Regions from separate parts of the Mus musculus genome. Here region 2 is linked to region 1. Evidence: chromatin contacts called from public Hi-C data. All regions are on one chromosome and are shown on one strand. The core of a region is the stretch at or near the end of the contact, and the rest is flanking DNA. Distances in the headings are between cores, read along the strand shown. Region 1 overlaps Spin1 (spindlin 1). Region 2 has its middle 24 kb from the start of Gm52049.

Evidence for each region. Hi-C and Micro-C count contacts between places; a contact is called where the count stands out from the background.
Region 2: a contact with region 1 is called in a Hi-C map of embryonic stem cells, with 2.0 times the contacts expected there. The contact joins two enhancer-like sites. A contact is called at or near these places in 4 of 484 Hi-C or Micro-C datasets (cortical neurons and embryonic stem cells), 3 of 115 datasets of contacts at active chromatin or transcription factors (acute myeloid leukemia and embryonic stem cells) and 1 of 9 other capture datasets (embryonic stem cells).

The regions. Positions count from the first base shown.
Region 1 is chr13:51,118,403-51,125,850 of GRCm38.p6, forward strand. Spin1 (spindlin 1) reads left to right here. Exons shown (of 6, transcript NM_146043.4): 2 at 4,686-4,886. The coding sequence starts at 4,835. Among named protein-coding and RNA genes, the nearest start is that of Spin1, 21 kb to the left of the region's middle. Within about 2 kb of position 3,804, at least 33 of the 459 cell types and tissues checked have an H3K27ac peak or open chromatin away from gene starts, as enhancers often do. A contact at or near this core is called in embryonic stem cells, where this site is marked.
Region 2 is chr13:51,611,595-51,619,042 of GRCm38.p6, forward strand. No RefSeq gene overlaps it. Among named protein-coding and RNA genes, the nearest start is that of Gm52049, 24 kb to the right of the region's middle. Within about 2 kb of position 4,412, at least 60 of the 459 cell types and tissues checked have an H3K27ac peak or open chromatin away from gene starts, as enhancers often do. A contact at or near this core is called in embryonic stem cells, where this site is marked.

The DNA.
Region 1 (7,448 bases), core at 2,554-5,053:
ATTGGCATGCGTGTGTTCTTCCCAGCACTTTGATGGTTACAGTCTCTGGGGCAACTAGTCCTTCAAGAAGCAACTGACCAGAGCTGACATCATCACTGTTAGGAGGCATTAGGTTAGCGCCAGGCTTTTGCAACTTTGCACAGTAACAGCAGGTGGTTCCCTACCTGTGTTGGTTTTGTTTTTAAAGTAGGGTCTGTATCCTTGACTGGCTTGGCACTCTGCACTGGGAAGAGTTGAAATTACTCTCCCGTGGTTCAAGTGGATAGGTTCTCTCTTCATCAAGGTGTTGTTGGCTGTGTACTTTACCTTCTATCACCAGAGATTTCAAAAGCTGCTTAGATTGCAGGCGCCGTGGCACTTCTAAGACAAACACGTTGTTCTTTGTAAATGAGTGCCGAGCCTAAGAACATTACTCTCAACTTCTTGTCCGACTTTAACTGGATGCCCCTTTTCATGTAAATGTGTTTGATAATGTATGTTCTTCCTGCCATGCTAGAACAAACAGGTTATTTTTCTCTGTCACCGAGTGTGGGCTTTTTCTTCAAACCTCATGGACACTGACTGTAGGTTGGTTTTACAGTTTAGTTGGTTCTGACACTGTCTACATGGAGTTGTAGTATCAGATCCTGGAGACACAAACACTTCATGCCGAGTTGTGAGTCTAGGTTGTCATCTTTGTAACCCATAGGCTGTGCTTTATTAAGTTTGATGATTTTTTTTCGAATACCTTGGACCTCAGGAAAGGTGTGTATTTACGATATTTTTGGTTTATTACAAAGGCCCTCTGGGATACCTACCATTGTTCTCACCTACATGGAAACTCTGAAGAGAGTTGTTTTAGTGAGCCTTCCTTACGTGGCAGGATTGGGTACACTGTTGGCCGTTGGTGGCTGAGTTTGCAACCCTTTTTCCCTCTCTGGAAGTTTGGGTTACAGGTGGAAAATTCTAAGCTTCTCATTTGGCAATTACCATTGACATGTGGTGTTTTTTGGTTGTTAGTACTCCTGTGTACACATTATTCATGAGAGAGAGGACCTGGTGTTAAGATTTTGCTTCAGCAATGACCAAATTTCTTCTTAAAAACAGTGTTGGTGATAGCAGTTGGCAGAGTCTTTTCATGTCCCTTCTCCACACATGGTAATTGCTGCTTGTTATTTTAGACTCAGGTTGTCCTGATACTTGAGCACCTCCTGCCTTACCCTCTTGTGAGTGCTCAGATTATCGGTGGCCCAAACCATCAGGCCTGATGTCTGAGAAATTGAAATGCCCATTTCTTAACCTCTGTGATACAATATCTGTCATTGGTTTAGGTGTGCCCGCCCCACTCACACAGCTCAGGCTTGCCTCGAGGGCTTTGTCCTGCCTCTGCATCTTCAGTGCCAGGTCAGAGGCACGCTCTACCATGCCTGCTTATGTGCGTGTTTGTTTATGGTAGAGCATTTATTTCAGTGAGGTCTATGACCTTGATCAGGGTATTGTATTTTGCTGGCCTTTTCAGTTTCCAGTTGATGCTTCCGTGGTGATGCAGGCGTGGCTTCTGCGGCATGCTGTGTGGAAGGCATGAAAGAGCCCACGGAAAGCACAGTACTCAGTCGGGTTTGCTATGCTGTGCCCACTCAGTACAGTGCATTTTTATGCCAATTCAGCATCTTATAAATGATCTTTGGGATAATTATTGAAGGATAATCTTGTTTGGAAATTAACCTCCTGAGAACTATATTAAAGATCAGTAACCATCGTGGGTGGGCAGTTAGCTTCAATTAACAAAGATGGACTTCCAGAAGAGAGAGAATCTCCCCCAACTCTGTATTACTGTGAAAGGTTTTGTGTGTTGGTGAATATTTTCTATAGTCACTGTATCTTGTGCATGTTTTGAGTCTCCGATCGTTTGACCCTAGCTTGTAGAGTGAAGGGTCAGCTGTGAGTACTTAACTGATTTCCTGAGTGTGTTCTCACCATAGTCAGGGTCCTGGTCGCATGTGTAGGGAGAGAGAGTAGGTAACCTAAGAACCTTTCTGTTGTCTGGTCTCCATTTCTTACCTTATTTTTGTTGTTGTTAAATGTATATGTGGGTGTATTGCTTTCCTTTATGCATTTCCACCATAGCTGGAGGAGCCATAAAAGGGTGTCAGATACATTGGAACTGGAGTTACAGATGGCTATGAGCTATATGTGATGTGGATGCTATGAATTTAACCGAGGAAGATCAGGCTGTGCTCTTGATCACTGATCCACCTCTCCAGCCGCCTGATCCTTTTTAGCAACGTGGCAGTAATCTCCACTTGGTGACTTTCCTGGAGCACTGGGGTAGGGAGGAGCATCTGCTATCCTAGAAACGACTGCATTTGTTTAATTTTTTTTTCTTTACTAAACTAACCACCATAATAAGATAACTTAAAGATGATCTGTGTCTCTAGAAAACTTGAATGAATTAAATTAGTTCAGTCAAAAGAGCAGTTCTACTTTCAGAATGCTGTTCTTTATCTGACTTTTCAAAGCACTCATTGTCTTGGCGAGGGGACTGCATTTCCTGATGGTTTTAAACAGGAGTTGGGAGGAGCCTAGACTGATGGTTCCTCTGGAAGATAAGAAAGAATGTTGCATTGTTACCAACGTGGCTGGCCTATGAAAGACTAATCTGAATGCCGTGTATCAATGTGGAAACAGAATTTTTATGGATTGGGAACAAAAAAAATCATAAGGCAAGACATTTTCAAGTATATTGGTGGAAATATCAGGTAGGCAAGCTACAGCAAAGATGGTAATCTGTTACAAGTTTCAAGTACTCTATGAAGACTTTCTGTATGTATATTCCAAAAGGTTTTACATCGTGAGGAAGCTAGGTCAGACACTTAGGGGGACTGTGAGTGGTCTGTAAAGGGACTAAAGCTACTCAAGATAGAACTTGGCATTTTGGCTCTTTCCACAATCATGAAGTTGTAATTAGTCAGCAGTAGGTGTGGCTTTTTTTTTCTAGGAACTTTACTGCACATTATTTTGCGGTAAAAGGTCCTTGTCATGTAAAGCAGACATAGCTTTCGTATCTCGTCCAGCAGTCCCCTGGGAAGATGAGGATGGGAGGATCCCCAGCAGCTCATGGGGTCAGGCACAGCTAAAGAAGACAGACAGGGCAGGGTGAAGACTGATGGACACTCCAGGCTGCCCTCAGATTTCTGCACCCCTGTTCTGCATGCTCGTAAACAATGTATATACACACGACAACAGAAAACAGAAGACCCGTGCTTCAAGTCCTCAGTTTCTCTTAAAGGTTTGTTAAATTCAACTTCAAATAGCAACAGAAAATGTTGCCATGATAGTTGAAACCTAGTGAGAAGGACACACACACACTTCAGAAAACCTTGGGAGGCAGAGGCTGGTATGTCTCTGAGTTTGAGGCCAGCAAGGGCTGGTTATACAGAAAGATCCTGTCAAACAAACAAACAAAAAAAAGATTTGCTTTTATTTTATGTGTAGTGGGTGCTTTGCCTTCCTGTGTGTGTACCATGTGTCTACCTGGTCCCAAGGTCAGAGGAGAGTGTCAAATCTCTTGGAATTGTAGCTTCTGCATTGTAGCCTCTGAGTTGGTGCTGGAACTTAAGCCTGGCTCTTCTGCTATTTTCCAGCCCCAGGAGTTGGCCTTTAAAGTTGTGATACACTGCATCAAGTTTATTATATGCTGAGGATGCTCTAGTGATGAAATTCACTAGAGGAAGGTTAGAATTGGCTGAACTAATGACAGGGCTGAGCCTGAGGGCCTCAGGACAGTGCCTCAGTGGGAAGTCCTTTGTAGTGCACAGCAAGCCTGTGTGCTGGGTTCTGGCTAGTAGTAGTAGTGCTGAATGCTGCTCAGGTTACATACAAGAGAGTTGAACATGACAGAAGAGCTTGAATGTCTTGCCTTCAAGTTTAGTGCTTTATCTGTAAGCACAGCAGAAGGGGAGCTGGGCCACGGGCAGGAAGGCTGGGGGAAACTAAATACAGCAGGGAGGACCTAGTGGGTTGTGATGTCCTTGTAATCTCAGCTAGAGACTGAATAACGCCATGGAGTGGTAATGATACACAGAACTCTGAAATTGTTCATTTAGCAGTTACAAGTAACATGCAAGCCTGACCACAGGAGCAGCAGCACCAGGACACTTTAGCCGTTGGAAAAATGCCTGATTGGGAAAGATATGGAAACGGTTTACTACCTGGGCTTCAGAGTTTCTGGAACCAAACTTGATGTAAATCAAGTTTGTACTGCTTTTGTGAAACAATTTAGCATCTGCATGGGTGGGAACGTTTTTCTTGGAAGTTCTCTTGGGTTTAATGGTTCTTTTTGAGAGGTTGGGGGCAGAAAGGGGAAAACAAGGTTATATTGTCTTTTTCCCAAGTCCTGGTCTGCCAGATGCATCTTCCCTCCCTGATTGACCTGTATGTACCCTGATCACCTCTCCTGTGATCCTGCACCTACCCTGGGCCCTAGCAGCAAGGTGGTTTATTTAGGACGGGGCTCTCTAGTCCCTGCACAGCCTCTTCTCCCTACGGGGTCTGACCCGTCCCGACATCCCCTTCTCACTGTGAGGCGTTGCCTTTGCATTGTCATTGCTCCAGGGATCAGTGCCTTTAGTTGAGAATTAGGCTTACATTTCCGATTACATTTAGAGGCTCACTAGGCATTTGCTGTCTTGATGCTCATTTTACAGAGTGCTTGGGATCCCGTGTGTTTTTGCTGAACTTGTAAAGGAGACATCTGGATGGTGGATTAACACGAACCTGTGGGCAGCCTCATAGCTGAGAACATTGGATTTTCACCCTAGTCCAGCAGCTCTGCTGCTCACATAGATACAGATGAATGAAGACCCCATTCGGGAAGACACCTGGCCAACGGTCCAGAGCTGATGCAGGTAAGCACGGAGCGCTGTGTGTGTCAGTGTGCTGTACCTTTTAGAACAGTGGTTTCGCCTGGGCCGTGGGGGCCCTTCCTTCACCGTGATTTATACCTTGCTGCACGTGAAACAAGAGCTTTGATGTCTTATGCCAGATAATTGTTTTCTGTATAACCTAATAAGTGCTAAACAAGTACATTTCAAGAGTATAGTGGAATCAAGGCTTTATTTTTTCGAGAAGAAGGCGAGATGTTAGCTTGTTGGATTTAGTGAGATTTAGGAGATTGGGTGGCTTTAGGGCAGGAGGAGGATCTTACTCAGTTGTGTATGCTTATTTAAAGCAGCTGTATTGCTTTGGATCTGAAATTGACCTCATTGAGCCTGTAATTCCAGTGCTCTGAAATGGAGTCAGGAAGACCAGGAATTCTAGGCCGTCCTTTATTACACAGCGAGTTCCAGGCCATCCTGGACTATATGAAGTCTTGTCTCAAAAACAACAAAAGCCAAGCCTGCCTGTACACCTCCTCTACAACAGTAATCCACTCCATTTTTTGTTTGTTTGTTTGTTTTGTTTTTGTGGCACATGACTAAAAACAACAGGAGTAAAAGGGTAGATTTTTGAGACTGTTCCTTTCCTTGGCTGTCTTGGAACTCACTCTGTAAACCAGGCTGGCCTTGAACTCTGACTCTCCAGCGCTGGGATTATTAAAGTCATATGCCACCACCACCTGGTTTAAAAGTGGAGGTTTTTAAAACCTTCTTTCCCCAAACAAAAAGAGACCATGTGAAATGTTTTATAAAATTAGCAAATGAACCAGCTACCCTGCCTGCCTTTTCCTTTCTCCCTTCCTTTTGGCCACAGAATCTTGAACATGTTGATCCTCCTGCCTTGGGATCACAGGTGTTGCACATACTGTGCTGACAAATAATACTCTTCAGTACTTAATTGTGGCATTTGAACATTGGAAAAAGTCTGTGATAAGGTTTAAGTGAAGTTGCTAGTGTTTCAGAACTTGTTGCCCAGGCTGGCCTATGTCCTTGGTTCTCTTGCCCATGGGCATCACAGTCAGCACACAGAGTATTTCCAATTTAAAGAAGTCCAGCTTTTGTAGATAAAAGTCTCACCCTAGGGAGCCTCAGACCTACCCTTTGCTGGCCTTGAACTTAGATATGTTCCTCCTGTTCCCCACTTCTGGGATTGTATGTGTGCAGCCATGCCTGGCTTTTTTCTTTGTTTATAATGATTTTGTTTTGTTTCCTCCTACCGGTAGGTCTGTTTTTTTTATTGTGTGTGTGTGTGTGTGTGTGTGTGTGTCCTTCACTCTATCCATTAGCTCATTTGCTGGTTCTGTGATTAGCTCAACCTTTGGTCAAACCTATACTTTAGAGTGTCCTGCCTTAGGGCACAGGACAGCTTGGTCAGATTATCAGCCTTTACAGACAGAACTAAAGTGTGGGCCCCTTTAAGAGTGTGCCTCAATCCCACTGGCTGACTGGGCTCTACTAACTCCAGCAGCACCAGTTGAAGTTCTTCTATACAGCTTCCTGTGCGGGCTCTGACTATCTAGGTTGCCATCCTTTCCTCTCTTGTCTTGTGACTTTATATTCTCTGATCAATCTTAGAAGCATGGTTGAGATTTTTTAGTGTTTTACTTGTGATAAAGACAGAGGAGCAGGAACAACTTAAACTGTACAAGTTGGGCCGAAACTGGAAATTTGTCTTGGTTATGGTGTAGTTTCTCGGAGCTCTGGACTTCGTGCATGGCCTCTGGCTCATCAGTCCTTTGACTGCACTGTTGTTCTCAGGTCACCTCAGGAAGCCACGCTGCTTGTCTGCAGTGCCCCATCTCACTGTGCGGCCTCAGTGTGCGTTCTCACCTAGGATTAGATGGTTATTTTGTTTCTTACTCAGTGAACTAGGTTCTCAGTAGAAAGTCAGCCCTGGGACTTGGTCTGTAGTGCACCCTAAAACGCTTTGCCTCGAGGGACAGAGACAGTGAACGGCCTGGCATTCAAGGTGCCCGTTTCCTGAAGCCAGCATGCTGTGTGTCCAAAGTAGGCTCGTGGGTGTGTGTGGGATGAGGATTAGGATACTACGGGATGAGAGAGAGGGTGGACACACCTGGTACAGTAGATACAGCTCTAGCATGCCTTGAGTGTTTCCTTTCTCTGCACCTTGTCAGAGAACACTTGAGGTATGGTTTCTTCACTCCTGGCCTACCTGTGGCTGCCACACACTTAACTATCCTTTTCTTCTTACCCTTTGTTCTTCCCTCTGTTGGTCCGGGTACCAACGTGCCATCTCTGTCTCTTGATTGAAAGCTGTAATGGCTGCTTAGTAGTACCTTTAGTATTGCAAATAGTGAAGAAAGAAGCCTTCCTGTCTCCGCCCTCCTGCTTCCCGGGAAGCCTTTTTTCTTCTGGCCTGTGTTAAAGCCGTCTTCATACTTGGCCGTTTAATGTAGATACCTGATGAGTAAAAACGCTGCTTGTTTTACAGTGTCTAAGCCCTGATACTTGGTTTTTTTAAAAATTTTTTCCCGTTCTCATTGTAACTGTGTCTTACACTATGAGTTCAGG
Region 2 (7,448 bases), core at 3,162-5,661, 490 kb after region 1:
TGTTTTCCCTGAAAACTATAGACGATAATGTTGTAGTAACTAAGATACTGAGCCGGGGAAAACATTTTAGCACATCTGCAAGTTGGCACCACCTGAACCCTTCTTGGTAACCATGGTAACCACTGGTATGTGGGTAAAAATGAAACAAAGGCATTAACTTTTAATGCTTGTGTAGCTAGTTTAATCAGTCTTTGCCTGCGTCTCAGACATTTCTGCAAAAAGAAAAAAAAAATAGAGAAAGAAGTGAAGCAGAGAATTTAAACGAGGACCCTATGAATTAAAAAAAAAAAAAAACAACAACAACGAAAACCAAAAAACATGGAAGCTCCGAATAATAATTGAAACTAATATGTTCCAAACAGTAGTATGGAGTCTGAAGTTTTTTAGGAAGGTCTGATTCCTGTAAGGCATAGATGAGAAATCTATAAGCCAGAGCACATGTGGAGCTGTGTAATGAATTAAAACTATGCTTCTACCTTGAAATAGTTTAAATCTAACCAATACTGCGGGCTATTGGGTTTTTTGTTGTTGTTTTTTGGTTTTTTTCAAGACAGGGTTTCTCTGTGTAGCCCTGGCTGTCCTGGAACTCACTCTGTACACCAGGCTGGCCTCGAACTCAGAAATTCGCCTGCCTCTGCTTCTCAAGTGCTGGGATTAAAGGCGTGTGCACACATGCATGCAGCTCCTGAGGAGGCCAGAGAGGACATGAGGTCCCCCTGGGAATGGAATTACAGGTGGTTGTGAGCCACTGGGTAGGTGTCAGATATTCTGCAAGATCCGCCAGTGCTCTTAACTGCTGAGCCTTCTCACCCAAAGAAAGATTTTGTTATTAAAACAAAACAAAACAAAACAAACAAACAAACAAAAAACCTCACTGCCCAATGGCCTCTATCCCTAAAAGCCATTGCTCTGAGATGTAATAGCTAGCTCTACCACCCAGCACCGTCGTAGTTCCCAAACTGGGCACAGGGAGTACGTATCCATGATTTTCTTCCCCTTTAATTAATTATATATTTACATTAAATACCTTTCATGGCTGAGATTTATTCTAGATGAGGTTTTATTTTAGAAGAACAAGTCGTTCCCTATTCCAGACACAAGGACTGAGCTTAGGTCAATATGGAGCAGGAGAGAAGATATTCTAGCTTGTTCTTAGGGATGTCTCTCAGAGTGTCCCTGCCCCTGTGGAGGCTTGTGGTGGTGCCCTGGAGTTCCTGATCCAGAAGATCTGGGAGTACCGAGAACCTCGTGAAGTCACTGCTGCTGATGCTGCTCCAGGGAGCAGGGTGTTTCTGGAGCCTGTGCCCTGAGCCATTCTCCTCCACGGACATCTGCTCTGCCATCTTTGTTTGCTCTACCGTTTCATTGTGTTGGGTCACATGGGTTCGATGCTACCCTGGGCTAAACTTCTATTTTTCCAAGGATGTGTGTTTCTGAGGTTTACTTAAACATAATTGGCAAAAATTGTATATGCTTAGACTGTGCAATGCCATGTTTTGATGGGTGTGCGTGTACATTCTGAAATAATTGCCTGTCATCGCATCCATTGCTTCCCGTGGTTGCTGTCTCTTTGTCTGTGGTAAGAACATCTAAGATAGCCTCCCTCAGTCATGTTCAAATGCACAGTCCAGCGGGCACCAGCTACAGACAGACATCTGGACATTAGGTATCCAGGATGCACTCATCTTGCATAGCTGGAACTGAACCGCCTTCAGTCCCAGCCTCATCCCTCCTCCCCCGAGCTCCCATTCTACTCTCTGCTCTCTTGAGCCAATATATTTTGATGGCTATATAACCAAGGTCCTGTATCTTTTCTGTGTCTGGCTCATTTAGCTTAGCACCATGCTCACCACACTTAGCCATGGCTTCATACATGGAATGGTTTCTCCATTTTCAAGGCTGAGTAATATTTCACGAGATATTTTCTCATGCAGTCGTCGATTGACACATACATTGACTCACATGTCTAGACAGGAATAACTCTATGAGTGAACACAGGTTGAAGGGATCAGATCCCCAAATTTATTTTCTTGGAGCTTTCTGGGTCACATAGCAATTCCTTTTTTAACTTTGTAAGGATTCTTCCCAGTTTTATATAATGGTATAATGGTGCGGAAAAGTTGGTTTCTTCACCAACATTTGGTATCTGCCATGTCCCCCATCAGGCTTAGTTCCTCTGTGGCCTCAAAAAGAAAGAAGTCTCATTAGACACATTTTCTGCATGTATTAGGATAACCACCAATGATATTTACTCTCTGTGGTGTCATATGTAAAGCCAAGTTATTTATTCCAGAAGTTTCCTTTTTCTTAATATAGGCAGACGTCACTGGTAATTCCCCTCTCTGAAGTTGCATCCTTTAAGATGTGGTTTCATTTTTGCTCACCTCATACCGTTTTTTCTTTCCTTCCCGGGATCTTCTACCCTTAGGATGCTCAAGAGTCTGTGGCCCACCCTTGAGAGGCTCCCTCTTGTTGGTGATCTCGTTTCTATTTTGACCAGAAAAGATATATGATAAGTACTCAAGCTTCTCTTCTGTTCTTATTTTTGTTGAAACAGTGTCTCACTCTGTAGCCCAGGATGACCTAGAATGCACCGTGTAGCCCAGGCTGACCTTAAACTTCTAGCAACCCTCCTGCATCACCCTCCCATGTGTTGGGACTACGGGTTACCAGCATTCAATCTTCTTAAACTTGCTACCAAAATCAATTTTTTGGCGTATGATCTGTCCTATGGTTTGCATCTGAGAAGCATACACATCCTGCTGCTGTTGGGCGAAATCTCTGTGTGTCAGGTCTGTGGGTCTGAGTGTTACAGTGTTATTCAAGTTCTTGTTGAGTTTTGTTTTGTTTTGTTTTGTTTTGTTTTGTTTTGTTTTGTTTTTCGAGACAGGGTTTCTCTGTGTAGCCCTGGCTGTCCTGGAACTCACTCTGTAGACCAGGCTGGCCTCGAACTCAGAAATCCGCCTGCCTCTGCCTCCCAAGTGCTGGGATTAAAGGTGTGCGCCACCACGCCCGGCTTTTTTTTTTTTTTTTTTTTTCCTCAATGATGTATCTATTTTGAAAGTGAGATGTTAAAGACTACTACTGTGAGCCATTGCTGTCTGTACGCTCCTTCAATTCTGCTGATATACTTGCTTTATACACTTCTGTACTGTTACGGTGAGTGCATCTGCCTGTATTCTTGTTTGCTCCACACATTGGCCATGGTCAAATGACCACTGTGCCTTATGGCAGATTTTTACTTAAAGCCTACTTTGCATAAGTATAGCCATTCCTGCTTCTGCTTGCAGGAAAGTCTTCCCCATCCAGCTTCTATGTCCTCAGAGCTGATGTGTGTGTGTGTGTGTGTGTGTGTGTGTGTGTATGTGTGTGTCATTGATTTCACAGTATTCCACTCTTCCCCTTATAGGACTTCTGCAGAGAAATCTGCTGATAGCCTTGTGAGGGTCCTGATGCAGGTGGCAGGAATCTTTTCTCTTGGTAATTTCTAAATTCTGTCTGACTTTTAATAAATTGACCACTATATATCTTAGTGTAATCTTATTTTAAAAGCTTTGAATTCACGAGCTTTGGTGTCCACATCTTTCTCAATAGTTGGGGATTTATCATTTGGAAGCTATTATTTCTTCAAGCAAGTTTTCTTCTGATCGATCTTTCTCTTTTCCTTGTGGAACTCCCAGAATGTCCATGCCGGCCCACACTGGGAAGTCTCAGAAATCTATAAGCTCCCTTCACTTGTTTTTATTCTGAATTTTCTTTTCTCTGACTAAAGGGAAAACTTCAAGTGGCCCTTTTCAAGATTACAGAATCGTTTTCCTGCTTAGTCAAGCCTGCTGTTGTACCTCTATCATGCTTCTAAGCTTACTCCATGCATTCCTCAGTTCCAAAACTTCTAGGATTTTTGGTTTTCTTTTTTGTTTTTAGGTTTCCACCTCTGCAGAACTTCTCATTCCATCCATGGAGAGTGGTCTCACAATGACCTCTGTGTGTTCCCTTACAGCTCACTGACATTTCTGATTTTCCGTGTTCTTGAAGCCTTGTGTTGCTACCGACACATCTGGAAAAGCAGGCGTGTCCAGTCATTACTGAATGGCTTTGAAAGAGACAGGCATCCACTACTCACCCGAGCTAGGGATTCTGGGAGTCCCTCTGGTCTTTTCTGTGACTTTATCCCTTTGGCTCACAGTTGGGAAATGCCTTGGAAATATAAACCTCATCTGAATCTCGTAAAGCTAAGCCAAGCTCTGAGTTGTTCCCTTTCCCTGGGACGGTGCCCTGAGTGTTCAAGGTTAGTAGCCTGCTCCCAGCTCGGCAAAGTCCAGCTGGTCGCCTGCATGTGCTTGGGGCAACAAACAAAGGCTTATGCACACTGTGTTGGACAACTCTTCGCTCACTTCCGTGATGCAATGACTAACAAAAGCAATGGAAGGAGGAGTTTATTCTGCTCACCGGCTGGTCCATCATACTGTGGAGATCCTAGAGGGGGTGCAAGACAGCTGGTCGCAGGGCAGCCACAGTCAGGAAACAGATGAACGCCAGTGCCCTCCTCACTCTCTCTTTTTTAAGTCTAGAATCCTAGCCCACGAGATGATGTCACACTCACTTGGGGTGGGTCTTCTTACCTCAACTAGCCCAATCTAGATAAGACACACCCAGAGGCTAACTTAACAAAGTCCCTCATAAGCACGCCCAGGAGGTAATCTATGTGACCCTATATGCCACCAAGTTGACTATCAGCGTTAGTTTATGGGAGACCACTAGCTATTGGGATGTATACAGAATTCCCCGAGACCCATCTAGACTTCTAGCAGGAGCAACTGCAGTGGTGGAGGGATGTGACTGACCTCTCAGAGCTTCCAAGGTATCTGGATGACCAATCATTCTTTGTTGGATTCGAGACCCTGTCATTATGAACCCCGCCCCTTCTCCCCCACCCCACCCCCTTTCCTGCCTAGCCCCAGGCTATTTACTCAGGAAGAGGCAAAGGGTTTGAGTAGACCAAAACAGAACCACGCCTGTTGGGCTCCCACGTGACCAGGAAACCAGGCATTCGTTGTGTTCTTGTTTTCCCTCCTTAGAGAAGTCACCGCAGGAGGATGCTCTTGTCACTGAGTTCTGCAGATGGGGACCGGCCTATGAGACAGTGAACCTGCCTCATCTACTCTCCTTGACAGGCTTGTTCCTCCCAACCCTCACCCCCTTCCTCTAATGAGGTATTGAAGCCTCTCTGCTGAGCTCCCCGGGCCTCCCACAAAGGCATCCGTATGCATGGGCGGTTGCCAAACTCAGTGTGCCTGTGGGATGCTGAGGGCTGCAGTCTCCTGCTGTGCCTATGTTGGCAGTGTCTCTCCGTGTGTTGGTTTGTGAGTCACGAGATGAATGGCTACTTTTTATTGGTGTCTTAATATTCTTCTTTGGTTCTTATTGCTTTAAGAACATAATGCATACACACATGCATAATTTACAGGATCCAGTTGTTAAGACATCAGACAGGTAGATTTTTCTTAGTGGGGAGTGGAGGTCAGTGCCTGCAAGCCCAGCACTTTGGCCACTAAGGCAGGAGGATCATGAGTTCAAGACCAACCTGGGCCACACTAACAGTTACGAGCTAGGTTGGGTTAGAATGAGACTGCATCTCAAACACAATAAAGCAAAAACACCCACAAAAAAAAAAAAAAACAAAAACAAAAAAACAAAAAAAAAAACCAAAACAAAAAAACAATTCCCTTTCTGTTTACCCAGGAAACTAAAGACTTTATACTTATCCTAAAATAACACACACACACCACACCACACCACACACACACACACACACACACACACACACACACACACACACATCTAAGTGAACAGACATTCTGTTAGCTGAAGCTCTATGGATTACAGTCTTACTGAGCCACTGAAATTCTGGAACACATCCAATTATAATGTGCCAACAAGCCAAAACTATTGTAAACTTTGTTAGATATTGATATTAAATGTGCATAATTCAGTGTTTGAAGAGCCCTTTTTCCTAGGAAGAACACACAATTTCCTGGTATCTTAAATACATAGTATTGTGACAAACGTACCTTCTTATTTTTCTGTTTTTCTGCCTGTTGGCTATGGTTGAGTGGTTTGTTGGTTGGTTGGTTTGTTTTGGATCTTTGGGCTTTATGGTTTGGGGGAGTCTTTTGGGGTTGTTTTGTTTATTTTGCCACCTTAAAAGCTGTTAGACAAGCCAATATGCAGGATAACCTGCCATGTCTTCTGCTTCCTGTCCTGCAGAATCTGGTTATTTTCTGCCACCCTAGCGTCCTTTAGCCAGTGATACTGGAGCTGGCTCCGCCCCATAGGAATCTTGTGAGCCTATGGCTATACACTTGGTAGGCTGGAATCTGACGCAGAGAAGGAATACTAACACTGGGGGTTAGTCCATGTTTCAGAAGAAGGAGGGAAGGGAGAGGGGAGAGAGAAGGGGGGGAGAGGAAGGAGGAGGGAGGGAAAGCGGGGTCATCCTAGTTCTAAAAGTGGGCTGCTGGTAAACACTAGGAGCAATACGCCCCCTTGTGGCTGTTTTCAGGATTGCAGGAGATGCGTGGCTAAAGATCAATTATTTCATCCCAAACACTTTTTATATAAGGCTTTAGAATAGTGTTGATGTTTTTATTGTTAAATATCACCTGACTGCCTAGGTTTTATTCAAAGGATCCAAGGAACATGGTTTGAATAGCATTACCAAGGATTGTAAATATCCATTGGTATAAGCTTTTTCTTGCAAAATTTCGTTTTTTAAGACTAGATTTTCTATAGTTTGCTGTGGCCATGTCAAAGGAAACAGCCTGACCCGAGGTCATCTGTGTCCTTCATGTGCACAGTGGTACCACAGAGGAACAAAAGCCCCTCGGCTCTGCATATTAAGTCAAATGACCTGAAGTCTCCATTCCATTTCACACACATGATAGACAGTTTCTTATTGTGTCAGAACCCCCCCCCCCCCCCAGGCACCCCGGTCCTGGCAAGCTAGCTGCGTTCTTCCTTCCCTGAAGCTCCTTGCCGTATAGTTCCAGGTGACAGTTCAAAGACTACATTGCAGTAGAGCCTCTGCTTCCGCAGGAGGTTAACCTTGTCAGGTTGACAAGATCTAGAATCACTAAGGAAAAAAGCCTTGGGGCATATGGGGGCGGGGGGGGGGGGTTTCCAGACTGGGTTAACCGAGGTGGGAAGGCTCAGTATGGAACGTGGCAGCTGCTACCGGATAGGTTGAGCTAGCGCTCCCTCTCGCTCCCCCCCTCACCTTCTACCTCCCCTCCCCTCCCCTCCTCCTCCCTCCCCTCTTCCTCCCCCCTCCTCTCCTCTCCTCTCTCTCTCTCTCTCTCTCTCTCTCTCTCTCTCTCTCTCTCTCTCTCTCTCTCTCTCTCTCTCTCTCTCAGCCACTTCTAGCTCCTACCACTTCCCCACTATTCTCT